3 separate regions of the Sus scrofa genome follow, and regions 2 and 3 are each linked to region 1. A link is a contact called in public Hi-C and HiChIP or PLAC-seq data. All regions are on one chromosome and are shown on one strand. Each heading gives the region's core, a stretch centred on a gene start, on an enhancer-like site or on the middle of the called end of the contact. The rest is flanking DNA. Distances are from core to core; before and after follow the strand shown.

Region 1 (3,079 bases), core at 418-2,917:
CCTGGTCCCACAGCACTTCTCCTCTGCGTGTCTGCAGCGCCCTGAGGCTCATGAGCTGCGGGTTGATGACTGTCACGTCTGTGGCTGTGGCGCCTGTACGGCCGTCTTCAGTGAAGGGTGTCTGAGGTTTCCCTCCCTCCCAGCGCACCCGGGGACCCATGGTTTGGTCAAAAGAGCTTCCCAATGTGAGACCACGAGCCAGCCTTGCTGTGGTCTCGGTTCCCTCATCTGTGGCCTGGGGATGCTCAGACTCATTTCATAGATTCTCCCGGTCTGCAGACCGAGGGTGCCTCCCGCCAGCTCCTGACACCCCTGGGAAAACGGCTCATTCTGTCTCCCAGGAGAGCTCCTCAGAGGGGTGGTTCTGCCCATCTGTTAAGAGTAGCACCAGGAGTTCCCGTCATGGCTCAGCAGGTCAGGAACACAACAAGTGTCCATGAGGATGTGGGTTCGACCCCTGGCCTTGCTCAGTGGGCTAAGGGTCTGGTTATTGCTATGGCTGTGGCGTAGGCCAGCAGCTTCAGCTCCGATTTGATCCCTAGCCTGGAACGTCCATATGCCAGGGTGCAGCCCTAAAAAAATCACCCCCAAAGGAAAAACAAACAGCGGAAACAAGAAATAAGAGTAGCCCCATCCAGGGGCTATTGCTAGTGTTTCAGATTTGGGGTTCTGAACGGTATGCAGTCACGTTGCTCGCCTCTGGACCCTGAGCCCCCCCGGGCCCCGCCAGACAGACAAGCCAGAACTGGGCATCTTGGCAAACAACGAGCCTCTGTGTCTGTTGCGGTGGTTGTCCACACTGATGCTACTTGGGGGCCCGGTCTTCCTCGTCATCATCTACTTGGTGCTTCCTGGCTCCGAAAGGGCAGCCCCCGTCACGGCCGGGGCTTGTCCACGGTCTGGGTCCAAGTTGACCCAGTGACAGTCACCTTCAGAAGAAAAAAACAGAACAAACACACTAGAGCTTAAAAACACGGTTTCCCCTTCAGAACTGATTTTCAATCTTTTTGGGCAAAAAGAGACGTCTTACAACATTTTAATTTGTTTTTCTATGTGACATTGAGGAAATGAGATTCATGTAGTGACACGAATTACTGGGGGAAGACGGGGGTCAGGAAGAACATTCGCGTGTGAGTGTGTGTGTGTGTGTGTCCCATCCACTCCTCTATGCTCGGAATGAAATGGTTCTTGGAACCCCGGGTAGAGCCCCTCCCAGACGCACTGAAGGAAGTGCATGGCTCTGTGTGTCCCTAAGCACATTAGCAGATGTGCCTGTCCCGTCGTGGAGGGGCTGGCAGGGAGAGCTTTGGCTGCGGGTGTGGAACACACACTCGGCAGCACATGGTAAAACTTCCCTTCGTGTCACAAGGGGCAGAGCGTTTTGAGGGGCTCCTTTGGGCTTGTTCTGAGGGCCAGACGAGCTGGCAGCCGGGGAGGCTGGGGCAGGCTGGCTGCCGGGGTGATTCTACGTGGCCGTGGCCGTGCTCCGGGGATACCCGAGGAACTAGTCTTCACGCCGGGCCTGTAAGAACCAGCAGCTTTGTTGCACGCTGCAGGCTGTGAGCTTCCCAGGCGTGGTCAGCCGGCCCGGCAGGAAACACACTCACAGGCGAACAACCTTCGGCACCCACTCCCGACTTTCAGTTCTGAGGACAGTGAGTTCCCGGTACAAGGGAGTGGAAGCTGATGTCACCACAAAGCTATTGCCTTGCTTTGCAATCAGCAAGTGCGTTCAAAGTCCTCCAACGGGCGCGCACACACACACACACACACACACACACACACACACACACACACGCTGAAAAGCGTGTTTCCCAGTAGTCAGGGGCAACTTTTTATAAACAGATGTTCCGAAGGCCAAGTAAACAAAATACAAAAACATGCACGGTTCCGTTCAAGAATGCCGCCGGCAGTTACGTGTGCGCTGTGACCCTATTTTCGCTCACCGCTTTCCCGGAAGATGTTGTGAGGAATGAAATCCAAAATTAGCTCTAGGCCAAGAGTGAGTAATTTCAACAGGCACTCTGCAATGGCTTGTGCGCTTTGGAGCCATATATGGGTGAAAGTAACCATTTCAACAGGAAGCAGAAAAAAAAAATAAAAGGAAAACTTTTTGCACAAAACAGAAAAATTCTTAAACTTTCATCTGTGAAAGTGTTCAAATTCCCAAGGCGTGCGGAGTGAAACTCCAGGTAGTTTTTAAATTTGTTTTTATAAAATGTATTTGAAATGCTTCACTAACTTTCAGGGCAGAATCAGGAAACGTTGCTTCCATTAATTATTATTAAATGGTTGGCTAGCGTTTCACTTCTGTGTATGTTCTCTTTCTCATAACTAAAAACTAGTGAACATTTAATTGAATTTTGATGATAATCTTAATAGCATCATCGTACATTTACTCCTTAAAGCAATTTCATGTTTGCAAATTGCTTTTGCATTCCTTTTAGCTAGTTACATAACTTACTTGCTCAAAGAGTAAAATTAAATTCCCACTAATGGAACGGGGTTTTTGCTTTTTCAGTGTAAACACAAATGTGTCAAGCAATGTAAGGAAAATGGCTTGTTTCGATATGGATTCGCCCGTCCTTATTACTAAGTGTCTTTCGGTTTCTGTCAGACCTCAAGCTGCCTGCCTGGGCATCGGGGTGGGCATGGCAAAGGAGTTCTGAGAGAGGGCACTTCCTGGCAGGCCCTCCGTTGATTTCATCATCTAGACTCTCGCCCGCTGATCCCCGTGACAGCCAGGTCAGCATCAGGTCAGAGTCCAGAAGGGGTTCCTCTCTTGGTATTTGGAAGGACCTTGCAGGGGTCCCCCATATTTAATAATCACCTGGACGGACGCATCGATTTCCAAAGAGCATGCCACTGCGGAACAGCAGCCCAGGGGAGAAGCTCGATAAGTGCCCTCTTGACTGGGCACTGAAACTCTTAGTAAGAAACTCCTGGTGTCCAGAGCCGTAGAGGCACACTCCACTCTGGGTAAACTCTTAAAGAACGGCTACGCGTGAGAGTTATTATTATTATTATTATTATTATTAACCTTTTAAAGACATAAAACCCATCTCTCTGCAGGGCTCCT
Region 2 (3,079 bases), core at 346-2,845, 480 kb after region 1:
TGGTGGTATTAAAATAATAGAGTTTCCCCAAACAACTATATTATTTTCATCCTGTCGTTTATGCAGCATTATTTCTAATCCTTTTCCCTATTCTAAGGGACCTGTGGGTCCCGAGTTTTCCCTAAATAGCTGAGCCAGCCTCAGGCAGGTTGCAAATGGAACACTGAAGCACCTGGGCCCAAGGTCAAGGTGGCCTGCCGGAATCTCTGATTCATTCCCCACCTGAACAGGCTGAGAACTCTTGTGTCCACTCCAGGTCTTGCCAGAGAATAAAGTAGAGGGCTCTTTCCAAGCATGCAGTGACATCCAAAAACGTTTGTGCGTTACTGTGGAACTGTGTGAAAAATCTCAATAAAGAATGAAAAATCTACATGCACTAAAGCTAGCATTCATTTGGAAAGAACATTCCAGAGCTGTCCTGTTTCTGACCCAGGTTATTGGGAAAGCTGTGCCTCCCCATGGAGGTAATCCTTCTTTGCCGTGTCCCCAGCCTCTCTAGTTGTGGCTTTGGTCATGAACTCAGAGACACTCCATTACTGCAGATCCCCTCAGCCTTTGAGGCAGAATTTACCACTTGTTGCGTTTTCCTCCTTTATAACCTGTAATTTTTCTGTTCTTCTATAACAAGAAAGTTGGGGTTGAGGATCTGTTTTCACATTTTGTGCCTAGCAAAGGATGATGAATGGCCAAGATATTTAAGTTCACCAAAGGGTTAATCAGCCAGTCAAGCCATACAGCATCTTGACTTTCTGTTTAATTCCTCACCAGATCAAATTGTTACAAAAAAGGCTCCAGCATGTGGTTTTCAAATCAGTAAACTCAGGAAAAAGTTAAAATATCCAAAAGTATTTGCAGTTATACACAGGAGATTCAACTGGCTACCAGAGTTCTAAAATGTTTAAATGGATATTTTTGGCCATCTGTGAATATAAATTACATACAAACATAGTCTTTATCATAGGGCGAAATATCATATTATGACTAGGAATACCGAACTAATCTGTTGCATTTATCTTATTTGGTATTTTGAAGTTGATGTTAATATGAATGTTGGAATATAAGAGTCCTTGTAATTGGATTACCAGACTGAGTATTAAAAAAGATGTGAAAAAATTACTTCCAGTTCTATTAGGTTCAGAAAGATTTATTGAGATCCTGAAATATCATACTTGCCAAAGGGGAGAGCTGTCTTCCAAACTCATCTTTCTTTTCTAAATTTGGTTGTCCAAAATCAGTGCATTTACTGCAATTAATAAAAATCTCTGGCATGGCGTAAGCGTGTTCCTAATGAAAGCTGCAAGCACTTTCCCCTGAAGACTTGGAATGACACTAAATTAATATGAGGGAGGAAAGGAAGAATTAATTAGTATTTGATAGCAGAGCACTGGATGTTGATTTATTAGGCAGGACCGGCATTAGCTGAGTTTACTTTATAAACCTCAAACCATCCCCTTTCCAGGTTCATTCTCATCGCCACCATAAATTGTCTGTATATTAACTGATAGTAATTTGTCAGAAACAAACATAAGGCACTCTTCGTCAGAGGTGACACAAGCGTGGATGTGTAAATTTCCTCTTATTCAAATGACCAGAGGCGTAGAACAGCCTTGGGGAAATTGCATCAGCATAGAAAATGAAGTGTGCTAACACAAGCAAATGAAAATAGAAGCAAAGCAGGGCTCATAATGTCATTGCCAGACATAGTGTTGGAGGCAGTAAACTTTCAGGAATAATGGTTACTATTTTCTCTTGGTAATCGCCACAATGCACACGAAAGGTGTGGGAGTTTGGGCTTGGGGTGTTTTTTTTGGGGGGGGTGTAACTAGATCTTATTTTTCCTATATTGCTGATTTTATAATTATGATTAATTAGAATGAGTGCTGACCTAAATAGGTTTTCTGTGTAACAGTCAACTACAATGGATTTTATGTGTAATAGTCTGGTACTTTAATGCCTTTTTTTTTTTTTTTTTTTTTTTTTTGAGGAATAGGTACTATTGTTTTTTATAGATGCAGAAGAAACGGGTGGTGAGTTAGACCATTGAAACACAGAAACCATGTACATCTTAGTAACTCACTACACTTTATAACACTTTAAAAATCTCTTTATAGGTACAGAAGAGTCGGTTTCATTAAACTATCACATAAATGCATACAGAAATTTAGTTTATTGTTATTAGTAGACTTTATTGGGTCAATAAAATTGGAAAATCTGAGGTAAACATAAATTGTTGTGCTAAAGAGTATGTAATAAGAATGTGGAGCAAACTATTTATAAATGCAGGGAGAATGTGGGACAATTTGAGGTCTAAAACTGTTAATGACAGTAATGAATTGTAGCTCATAAAATAAAACAAATATCCATGAGTCTCTCCTGATATAAATAATCAAAACAAATAAATGAGAGAGAAGAAAAGCTTTTCCTTACGGTATAACGCCAGCATATAAATAGAGAAGGAATGGTGAAAAGAGGAAATCACCATTTACAAACATTACAATCAAATTTATTTCAGGCAAGAATTATCATAGACGCTAAAATTAGTGGGCAAAAGTCTGAAGAGACACTGAGTGAGGAAAGTTAACATAACCAAAAGCCCCTCTAGCATTTAATATTATAAATGATGACTCCGATTAATTATTGGGTAGATGGAAAGTGAGAGCTGTAAAACATTGACAATTGGAACGCTGGATAAAAATACATTCAGTGTGGTCAAAGCCATGTTTTTAAAAAAACCTATACACTTAAAATTTAATGTAACTGAATAAGAATGAAGAAGGAATGAAATAAACATTCAGCTGAAGAAGTGAGAAATAATAAGTACAAATTTTAAAAAATGTATGAAGATGAATTACAGTATTAGTGAATTATAACTTAAAAGTTAGGACACAGAAACACAGCTGAGAATGGGTGCTTTCAATAATAACATTACACACAGGAGTGAGTTCCCGTCGTGGCGCAGTGGTTAATGAATCCGACTAGGAACCATGAGGTTGAGGGTTCAATCCCTGGCCTTGCTCAGTGGGTTAAGGATCCGGCATTGCCGTGAGCTGTGGTGTCGGTCACAGGCGCAGCTCAGATC
Region 3 (3,079 bases), core at 315-2,814, 310 kb after region 1:
CCTGATCTTTAAATATGCATTTGGTTTTCTTTCATATTGACAAAATGGATAGTGTCTGCAGAAGAAAAAAAATTTCATTCATCTTTCCCCCTAAAATGAATCTTTCCCCCAAGCTGCATCTTTCTGGGCCTTTTCACTTGGTCCTCTCTAAAAAAGCAGAACCAAATCGGCTTCAGATACAGATGATGCTGTGTTTAAACACGGCAGCTTACTTTTTCACCATCAAAATAAGCATCTTCCACAAATGGGTGGGGTTAAAGATTCAGAAACAACAGGACTGCATTTTTGTAATCAAACTCGTCGACCAGCTTGAATGGGACAAACTGTAGAAGCAGAAGTTGCCCACGAGTCCCTCGTAACCCCAGCATGGAGACGCCCGGATTCCGTAGGTTGTTCCTTGTCCTTGAGCCCGGGGTGTCTGGAGACAGTCATAAGGGAAGTCGACGTGCCACGACTAGGCAGCAAACCGTCAACCCACCCGTGGCTGACTCTTCCCTCAAACACGTACGGCAACATCTTGCCTAAGTGCACGCGTTTCATTTTCTGACCGAACACGCTTGCCCCCTGTGCGCTGAGGGGGGTTCATGCATAAAACCAGAGTCTATCCCATAGGCCTCACGAAGCCTCTCTACTGCAAGCTGGCAGCTGACCTTCTCGAAGTCATTAACTTTTCAAGGTCAAAGGCATCTCATTGACTTGGAAGCACCTTGGCCGTCAGAGACTGGTCCCTGACGGCCAAGGTCAACTGCGCTCCATCATTACAACTTTTCCTGGGCTATTATTTTCTGACCCTTGACCCGTGAGTCTGTGCGACTGTGATGGAAACGAACGCTGCGACCACTATCAGTGATTTATTTATACTGTCCTTGGGTCGAGGGAGAAATGATGATTTCCTGGTTAACCTTTGGATTTTTAAGTGTTAGATTTAAGTCTGATGTTTTTGTTGGCGCACTTGGGGCCTTGAGCTGGATGCCTTCTGTGGGTTTGTGCTGCATCCATGTGCGAGTCGGGGGCAGGGGTCTGCAGCTGGTGCCGGCCGTGTCCTGATGCCCGCGCCGGAGCTCAGGGTGAGCCTCGGAGGACGTGAGGGAGCTCACCTGTGCTTCCTTCGGGTGGGGGGCTCACTCTGCCCGAAGCAGGGAGGCCCGTGAGGGTCCCCAGGTGACCATCGGTGCCAGCGGTCGATCAGGGCAGGGCTAAAAGTTCTCACCACCAGGGAAAATGCATTTTTCCTTTTTCCCTCTTTTTAAAAATAACTATACGAGGTGAGGGGTGTCAGCAACACTTGTAATCATTTCACGATGTACGTGCTGAAGACTTTTGCTGCACACCTTGCGCGGAGCGTCGTGTATGTCAATTCCATACACAGAAAACAACGCAAACATATACGCACGATTTCTACCTTTAAAAACTCAGGGGAGAAGGACTGTTCATCGGGGCTGGTCCGCCCTTTCTCATTCCTGCCTACACGCGTCCCAGGTGTGCCAAACAGTGCTGTGCTCACACACTCCAGCCACGCCAGGGCCCCTGGGCCGCTCAGGACAGCCTCGCTGGTCTGGTGGCCATGAGGTCCTGTGCGGTCACTGCCCTCTGCCCAAGGCCACTGTCCGCTCGGTTGCTTCTGAAAGGACTCTGCATCTCGTGGCAAGACTGAAACAGTTTTAACTGTTTTGTTTGTTTCAGCCTTGATAACCCCGAAAGGACCGGCAGCAACGAGTTAATATCTACAAAAAGCCCTCAAGTTCACCTTTACTTGAATTTTCCACTTCAAATTGGTGTCAAAAAGCCCAAGTGGTCGCCCTCTCTCTGTGGGACTGTGATTTCTTATCCATTCTGCCCTGAAACATGATTTCGAGGCCACTGATAGTTAATCACGGGGCTGATGTAAGGATTATGTGGTTAATATTTGTAAAGATCTTGGAAGATAATGCTAAGCCTGCCTCAATTACTGTGCCTGGTTATCTTTATTATGTTTTCAATTTATACTTTGTCCTCTGCAGGTGTCTCCCAGAGATACGCACACCTGGATTTACAGGCAGTTCCTCATGCAGTTTTGCTGTCATCCCAATAGGAGACGTCATCTTTGGCTCGTGTTTGTTGGAAGTACTGAAAGGCAGCCTGAATTCCGTCTCTCTTTCACGAGGGCACCTTTCTAGGCTTGAAGAAGAGAGAAGCTCAGGCAAGTCAGGTGCTTTCCTGGGAGAATTTCTTTGGAAGGACGGGGCTTTAAGCGTTTCCCTAGTGACTCTATCTGACAAGTGAGTGAAACTTACTTCTCTCTTCTTCCCCTTGGCCTCCCCGCGTGCCTCAGTTAAAGCACGCTCCCCGTGGACGTGCAGGTGAAACCCTGCCTGTTCAGAAGCTTGCGCTTCAGTGGAACAAACAATCTTGAGCTCCTAGTGCAGTGAGGTCTCTAACATCACGGCATCAGGGTAATAAAAGAGTGTACGAAACAGGATTTTCCCATTCCAGAGGGGATGCAAGGGGTCGATTCTGGCGGAGAGGAGACACATAATGGCTCTACTTATCGCCACTTAGAAGGGGCTGTTTTAGTGCCGAGTGGCCAAAGAAGGGGACGAAGCCAGGTCAGAAATCACGCGGGAAGAGCGAACAGAGCTTGGGACTGCACATGTCTACGGCCCCTTTACTTGCTCGGGAGGGTCCCTGCGTGCCTACTTCGTCTCACGCACAATGCTAGGTCCTGAAAAAAAGGGAAATAAATCCCTAAAATGAAGGGGCCCACCTACTAGTCCCTGGGATGCATGTAGAAACCCAGTGGCCAAGCTGAAGGAAGAGGGGATTATACACAGACCGTGGCAGGTTAACAGAAGAGCTGAGAGGGAGGAAGGGAGGGCAACTGCCCAGGGGGCTGCTGTTACGTGTGTGCCAACTGCCCAGGGGGCTGCTGTTACGTGTGTGCCAACTGCCCAGGGGGCTGCTGTTACGTGTGTGCCAACTGCCCAGGGGGCTGCTGTTAAGTGTGCGCCAAAAAAAGAAGTGGAAAGGGTCTCTGGCTTGGTGAAGCAAACACTGTGCAGAATTTGAAGGTGTGAGACAGGAAAGCGAGACATTCCTACAG

Evidence for each region. A called contact is a pair of places that touch in the nucleus more often than the background predicts. HiChIP or PLAC-seq counts read pairs in DNA pulled down with a chosen protein or histone mark.
Region 2: an H3K27ac HiChIP or PLAC-seq map of alveolar macrophages shows a contact between it and region 1. The contact joins two enhancer-like sites. A contact is called at or near these places in 2 of 2 datasets of contacts at active chromatin or transcription factors (alveolar macrophages and skeletal muscle).
Region 3: a Hi-C map of liver shows a contact between it and region 1, with 1.8 times the contacts expected there. The contact joins two enhancer-like sites. A contact is called at or near these places in 2 of 47 Hi-C or Micro-C datasets (liver and skeletal muscle) and 1 of 2 datasets of contacts at active chromatin or transcription factors (alveolar macrophages).

What each region holds. Positions count from the first base shown.
Region 1 is chr10:66,470,834-66,473,912 of Sscrofa11.1, reverse strand. No RefSeq gene overlaps it. Among named protein-coding and RNA genes, the nearest start is that of KLF6, 16 kb to the left of the region's middle. Within about 2 kb of position 1,667, at least 53 of the 83 cell types and tissues checked have an H3K27ac peak or open chromatin away from gene starts, as enhancers often do. A contact at or near this core is called in alveolar macrophages and liver, where this site is marked.
Region 2 is chr10:65,991,322-65,994,400 of Sscrofa11.1, reverse strand. No RefSeq gene overlaps it. Among named protein-coding and RNA genes, the nearest start is that of AKR1E2, 300 kb to the right of the region's middle. Within about 2 kb of position 1,595, at least 2 of the 83 cell types and tissues checked have an H3K27ac peak or open chromatin away from gene starts, as enhancers often do. A contact at or near this core is called in alveolar macrophages, where this site is marked.
Region 3 is chr10:66,159,891-66,162,969 of Sscrofa11.1, reverse strand. No RefSeq gene overlaps it. Among named protein-coding and RNA genes, the nearest start is that of KLF6, 330 kb to the left of the region's middle. Within about 2 kb of position 1,564, at least 3 of the 83 cell types and tissues checked have an H3K27ac peak or open chromatin away from gene starts, as enhancers often do. A contact at or near this core is called in liver, where this site is marked.